Regions from separate parts of the Rattus norvegicus genome. Here region 1 is linked to region 2. Evidence: chromatin contacts called from public Hi-C data. All regions are on one chromosome and are shown on one strand. The core of a region is the stretch at or near the end of the contact, and the rest is flanking DNA. Distances in the headings are between cores, read along the strand shown.

Region 1 (3,428 bases), core at 82-2,581, 58 kb before region 2:
GACCAGGCTGACCTCAATTTGAACCTACAGGAATCTGCCTGCCTCTGCCTCCCAAATTCTGGGACCAAAAAATACCCAGTTGTATTTTTTTTTTTTTTGAGACAGGGTCTCTCACTGATTTGGCCAGGTGCTGGCCTGTGAGCTCCGGGATTCTCCTGCCTTCGTTACCCCAGCAGTGTGGTTACAGGTGTGCACCACCACATCTGGCTTTTTATGTGGGTTCTGAGGATTCCATCTCAACTCTCGTTCTTGTCTGGCAAGCACTTTGCCCACTGAGCCACCTTCCCAACCCACAATTCGTTCTTATTCTGACAAGCCTGTGGTAAAGTCACTTCCCCATCAACACCACCCTTGCTTCACAGGCTCAGCTGCTCGTCTACTCCCAAGGGAGCCGCCAGCTGAACCATCTCATTCTACATCAGCAAAGCGGGTCCTGAGAAGGATGCACCCAAGCCCATGTGGCATCGGTCTTAACTTTCAATAAGTACAAAATGTTGCCAAGCAGCTGGTAAGCAACAGGACCAACACTCATCCAGTGTTTATGATATGCTTAGGTGACTGACGAGTCAGATTGGACTCTGAGGCTGAGCGGTTACCTGACTGCCTAAGGTTACACAGCCACTTACAGGCAGAGTTAGGACCCGACTCTAGGTCAGTGGGTACCTGAGAGTTGCTGTGCACCAAGTGAACTGAGGACCGACTTCCCAGAACAACCCTTTCCTTCCTTATGGACCTGGGAGATGGGATGATGGATGAGAGAAGCAGGCAGTCCGCTGCAGAAGGAGCACATAGGACGCAGTACTGTCTAGTGTCCATGCCCACTGATTGGCCATTGTAAGCATGGATCATAAAATCTGACTCTGTGAAGCTTTACCTTGTAAGAAGAGCTTGTGAGAGCCTCTTGAGAAATTTTGTCTCAAGACTTATACTTCCCAAGTTCAGAGACGGTATGGGTGAACTTGTTGCGTCTCATGACAGATGTGTTAGTTTCGTTTTTAACCATTAAGAGAGGAGGACCCAATGCTTCTAGGTGTGTGTTCTAGTTTCATTTCTGTTGCTATGACCAAAAGTAATTTTGAGCAGGATCTCAAAGGGAGACTGTAAAACCAAACCAACAGAGGGAGTCTACCAGCTGGTTCATTGACAAGCTCATGCATAGCTAACTTTCTAATACAACCCAGGACTGTCTGCCCAGGGAATGGTATTGCCCACAGTGGGCCAGACCCTTCTACATCAACTAAAAAGAAGACAATGCCTCACAGACACGCATGCAGGCCAGTCTGATCTGGGAACTCCTCAACTGAGCCTCCCTTCTCAGATGCCTCTGCACTGTGTCAAGTTGACAGTTAACTCTGACTAGGACAGAGAGTTTTTCCAGATTGCCGAATTTCAGCCACTGGAATTCTGGCTCCCAAGTTTGAGATCAACTGTGCCCTCTGGTGGACAGGAGTGGATTCTCAGAATTAGAGCACATGCTTCTCCCATGTGTGTGCATGGTTGAGGGTTGGGGGGGGTCTTCTTAAGGAGGCTGTATTGATGCTGTATTAGAGGATGATTTCTTTCTTATTTTCACCAGGAAAAGAAGATCCCTAAGATCTCCTTGAAGCTGCTCCCTCTCTTCTTGCCTCTTGCTGAATGGCCATCCAGAAAGACACTTCATTATGGCCACACATTAGAAACCAGTGCATGTGTCAATCAGAATAGACACATGCATGAAAGAGAAATCACGGTTCAATGTGGGTAACTGTCCTCCATGATCCTTAAGGTCTCATCATTGCATGTCTCACTGAGAAATGGAAGCTTCTAGACTGCAGTCTTTTCTAGCATCACCCACAGAACTCCTGCAGTCATGCATTGCATAACCCATGTATAATAATAATAAAAAAAACCCTCAAAGAGCCCTCCAAACCATGCCAGAGGGTGTCCCCGCCTCGCCCCTCAGTGATGGTGGTCACTTCTGATCTATGTTTTTTCTCTTATTGTTCTTCAGTAACCTGTTAGTGAGAAGTACTGATGTTTCTAAGGAGTTTCACTACTGTGCTTGTCTGGTAAACTGCACCTCCAGGCGACTGTGGTCACATCTCAGATGTGCTGTTGGATGCAAGTGTGTTGTCTCAAAGGATGCCTGTGATGATCAGCACGGATTGTCAATCTGACAGGATCACCTGTGAGTCAAGCCTCTCAGTGTCTCTCAAGGAGTTCCTAGATCAGGTTAGCTGAGGCAGGAAGACCCATTCTAAATGTGGGAGTCACCATCCCTGGACTGGGGCCTCAGCCTGAAGAGAAATGAGAAAGTGGATGAGCGTCAGCATCCATCTCTTTGTTTCCTGACTGCAGGGACACCGTCACCAGCTGGAGTGACACCATCACCGGCTGAAGGGACACCATCACCAGCTGCAGGGACACCGTCACCAGCTGCAGGGACACTGTCATCTCCAGCAGCAGGGACACTGTCATCTCCAGCTGCAGGGACACTGTCATCTCCAGCTGCAGGGGCACCATCACAAACTGCAGGGACACCATCACCAGCTGCAGGGACACCGGCTCCAGCTGCGGGGACACTGTCACCAGCTGCAGGGACACCAGCTCCAGCTGCGGGGACACTGTCACCAGCTGCAGGGACACTGTCACCAGCTGCAGGAGCACCATCACCAGCTGCAGGGACACCGTCACCAGCTGCAGGAGCACCATCACCAGCTGCAGGAGCACCATCACCAGCTGTAGGGACACCATCACCAGCTGCAGGGACACCGTCACCAGCTACAGGGACACTGTCACCAGCTGCAGGGGCACCATCACCAGCTGTAGGGATATGGTCACCAGCTGCAAGGACACCATCACCAGCTGCAGGGACACCGACTCCAGCTGCAGGGAAACCATTACCAGCTGAAGGGGCACCGTCACCAGCTGCAGGAGCACTGTCATCAGCTGCAAAGGCACTGTCATCAGCTGCAGGGGCTGCAGGGGCACCGTCACCAGCTGCAGGGACACTGTCATCTCCAGCTGCAGGGACACTGTCATCTCCAGCTGCAGGGGCACCATCACAAACTGCAGGGACACCATCACCAGCTGGAGGGACACCATCACCAGCTGCAGGGGCACCGTCACCAGCTGTAGGGACATCGTCACCAGCTGCAGGGACACCATCACCAGCTGCAGGGACACTGACTCCAGCTGCAGGGAAACCATTACCAGCTGAAGGGGCACCGTCACCAGCTGCAGGAGCACTGTCATCAGCTGCAAAGGCACTGTCATCAGCTGCAGGGGCTGCAGGGGCACCGTCACCAGCTGCAGGGACACTGTCATCTCCAGCTGCAGCGACACTGTCATCTCCAGCTGCAGGGGCACCATCACAAACTGCAGGGACACCGTCACCAGCTGCAGGGACACTGTCATCTCCAGCTGCAGGGACACTGTCATCTCCAGCT
Region 2 (2,942 bases), core at 89-2,588:
CACTAAACACACACACATACATACACCACACACACCATCTGCACCATACACACACACTACACTACACAGCACACTAAACACACACACACCACAGAGCACACTAAACACATCCACATACACACCACATACATACACGCACACACACCACAGTACACACACACACTATACAACATACTAAAAACACACAAACACACACCACAGAGCACACTAAACACACACCACAGAGCACACTAAACACACATACACACACACACACACACACACTACAAGGACACTAAACACACACACATACACACACCACACACACCATATGCACCATACACACACACTACACTACACAGCACACTAAACACACACACACCACATAGCACACTAAACACATCCACATACACACCACATACATACACGCACACACACCACAGTACACACACACACTATACAACATACTAAAAACACACAAACACACACCACAGAGCACACTAAACACACACCACAGAGCACACTAAGCACACACACACACACACACACACACACACACACACACAGACTCCTCCACACACATGTGGTTTCATTCACGGCTGTGTTCCCACCTCCGGATTCATAGCTGCTTCTCTGTTTTTCACACTGAAGTCAAAATGGCCCTGCACCTCTGTAGTTAAAACCCTTGCCTACTTTCCACTATTCCACATACGAGCTCTGAGTCTTCATCGTGGCCCAGAGACATCTAAGGAGAAGGGAGTAGGCTCCAGGCAGACTTCATGCAAAGCTGGTCAGCATATGAAGAACTGCTCCTGCCAGGGCCTTCCATAGAAAAGGCTCACTTCAGTTCAGAGGCAGCCGCCTACCTTCTGTTTCTTTTACACAAGAGTCTTCCTAGCTGGCCTTGAACCCCAGGAGTATCTCAGTAGCCTTGAAATGTGTTTTATTTTTATGTCTCACTGGGAGCTGTGCCCTTGGTGAGCTTTAGTTGTTGCTCCCTTGGTCCTCTGGTGAGGACGCTGCCTGTGACTCTCCTTCAGCTCCCAGCCAGGACCCTCTGAAGCGCCTCCCTGCCTTGACAGAGCCACATGCAAACAGCTCCCATCACTGGCTGACCCCTTGGTCTCTGCTGTGGATGAGGCGCCAGTCCCACTTACAGTTCTGAAGTCCTGCTGCCCACAGGGGCCGTTCACAGAGGACGAGAGTGAAGCAGAGAAATGCTGGTTGCGCTGGCCACTGAGCTAAGGGAGAGCTGGAGGCTCGGCGCCTTCTGAGCCCGAATCTTGAAGGCTCTCATGACACCCGGGGCTCACCCCTTTCTCCTATGGGATGAGATGCTTTGCTGGGGGAGCCTGCCTTTGGCTTCCAGGGGGTAGTTGTGGGCACCATGGCAACAGCAGTCAGATTCCAAGGACTTCCTCTTCCGGGTTCTGATGTTAGCTCAGCTTGTGGTTCTCTGGGGAGGGGAGGGAGACAAGGCTGTCAGAAAACAGACTGTTAGTGACAGTTTGTCACTAGCATAACTCTGACTGGCTGCCAAAATATTTTCACAACAAAGGTAATTTGAATTCCATGGCCAAAATTAACCTTAATTAATACTACATCAATATTTGTGCATATACGTTTGTGTGTAGACACATTTCCCTCCCCCCATCCCTGTATTATTAATAGTGGTGACACTGTGTCTCTTGATATGGGAGAGAATGGTGGGTAGTGTATCCAGCCTCTGACAGACACTAGTGTCTCAAAGTGCAAGACCTGCAGCCCGGTTGTGCTCCTTTGCAGAGGAATGAGCTACACACACTGGGAGAGCCTTTGCAACATTTCCCATACCACCAGAGTGCATGCTGTCGGCTCTCTGACCTTGAGTCTGGTCTGCTGCTTCCCTCCTAGCCCACCGCCCAGGCCACGGTGTGATAGTGTGTGTGGAAGGAAGTACCTAAGCAAAAGCATTGTAGGGCAGCTCTGCCCTCTCTGTTGCTTCCACCCTTCCCTTTACCTCAGCCGTCCATGTAAACTTTCTCTGGAATAGAGGGCTTTATACGTGATTTGAATTAAGCTGTTTGAAATCTAAGAACCTGACCCTCCTGACACCACACCTGCCCTCTGGATACCATTTCCGGTACTACTTGGGTTACCGGCTAAAAGACAGCCCCTGAGCGCCTCCTATTGGCCACACTGGGAAAGTGTCCCAGGGAGACCCAATCCTCACCGCTCCTGAACCCAATGTTTGACCTTGCTCGTGTCAATCCCTTTCTGAAACCTTCGGCTCAGAAGCCTTCAGCTCCCCGGTAGATCGCTCCATGATTCTCTCCAGAGCTGAGCTGTGTGCCAAAGTCAGACACACGTACGTGAAAACAGCTCTAGCAGCAATCCCTCCCTGAAAGTTCTACCCGGAGGCATCCACTTGCAGATGACAAGGACCTGCCCTATGGGAGGGAAGAGTGGGGTTCAGACCCACCATCCTAGCTTTAGGCCAATGTTCAGGGGGCAGCTTTCTGTTTCCCCTGGCGTGATCTGGATCCGTAAGGATTGGCGAGAATGAGTCGGCTTCTGATTGGCGAGAATGAGTCGGCTTCTGATAGCACCGCTTAGGCTCCAGAGAGACGGGTGAGCAAGTTCCTACAGAGAACACGGCAACTCCTCCGATGGGGAGGCTGTGTGCACACGCTCAGGCACGGACGCATTTCCAGAAATGTGTTGTGAGGCCACAAGTGGCTGTTTATGTGAGTGAACACACACACACACACACACACACACACACACACACACACACAGTTGTATGGAGAGGGAAGTATAGCACAGTCGAAACAGTAACTGAACCTCCAACCAGACCATAAAGGATGAATTATCTCACAAGAAATGTAAAACAATCTTCTTTGAGCAGGTATGTGGGATGCAAACCCGTACTCCCAATACTGGGAAGTTGAGGCACAAGTCCGAGGTCGTCCTCAGTTATATAG

The links. A called contact is a pair of places that touch in the nucleus more often than the background predicts.
Region 1: a contact with region 2 is called in a Hi-C map of Schwann cells, with 4 times the contacts expected there. The contact joins the enhancer-like site here to the promoter of Btbd16 in region 2. A contact is called at or near these places in 5 of 12 Hi-C or Micro-C datasets (the A7r5 cell line, Schwann cells, kidney and 2 more).

The regions. Positions count from the first base shown.
Region 1 is chr1:194,822,269-194,825,696 of GRCr8, reverse strand. No RefSeq gene overlaps it. Among named protein-coding and RNA genes, the nearest start is that of Plekha1, 34 kb to the left of the region's middle. Within about 2 kb of position 1,331, at least 5 of the 93 cell types and tissues checked have an H3K27ac peak or open chromatin away from gene starts, as enhancers often do. A contact at or near this core is called in Schwann cells, where this site is marked.
Region 2 is chr1:194,764,396-194,767,337 of GRCr8, reverse strand. It overlaps Btbd16 (BTB domain containing 16), which reads right to left and starts at 1,338. Exons shown (of 16, transcript NM_001017464.2): 1 at 1,137-1,338.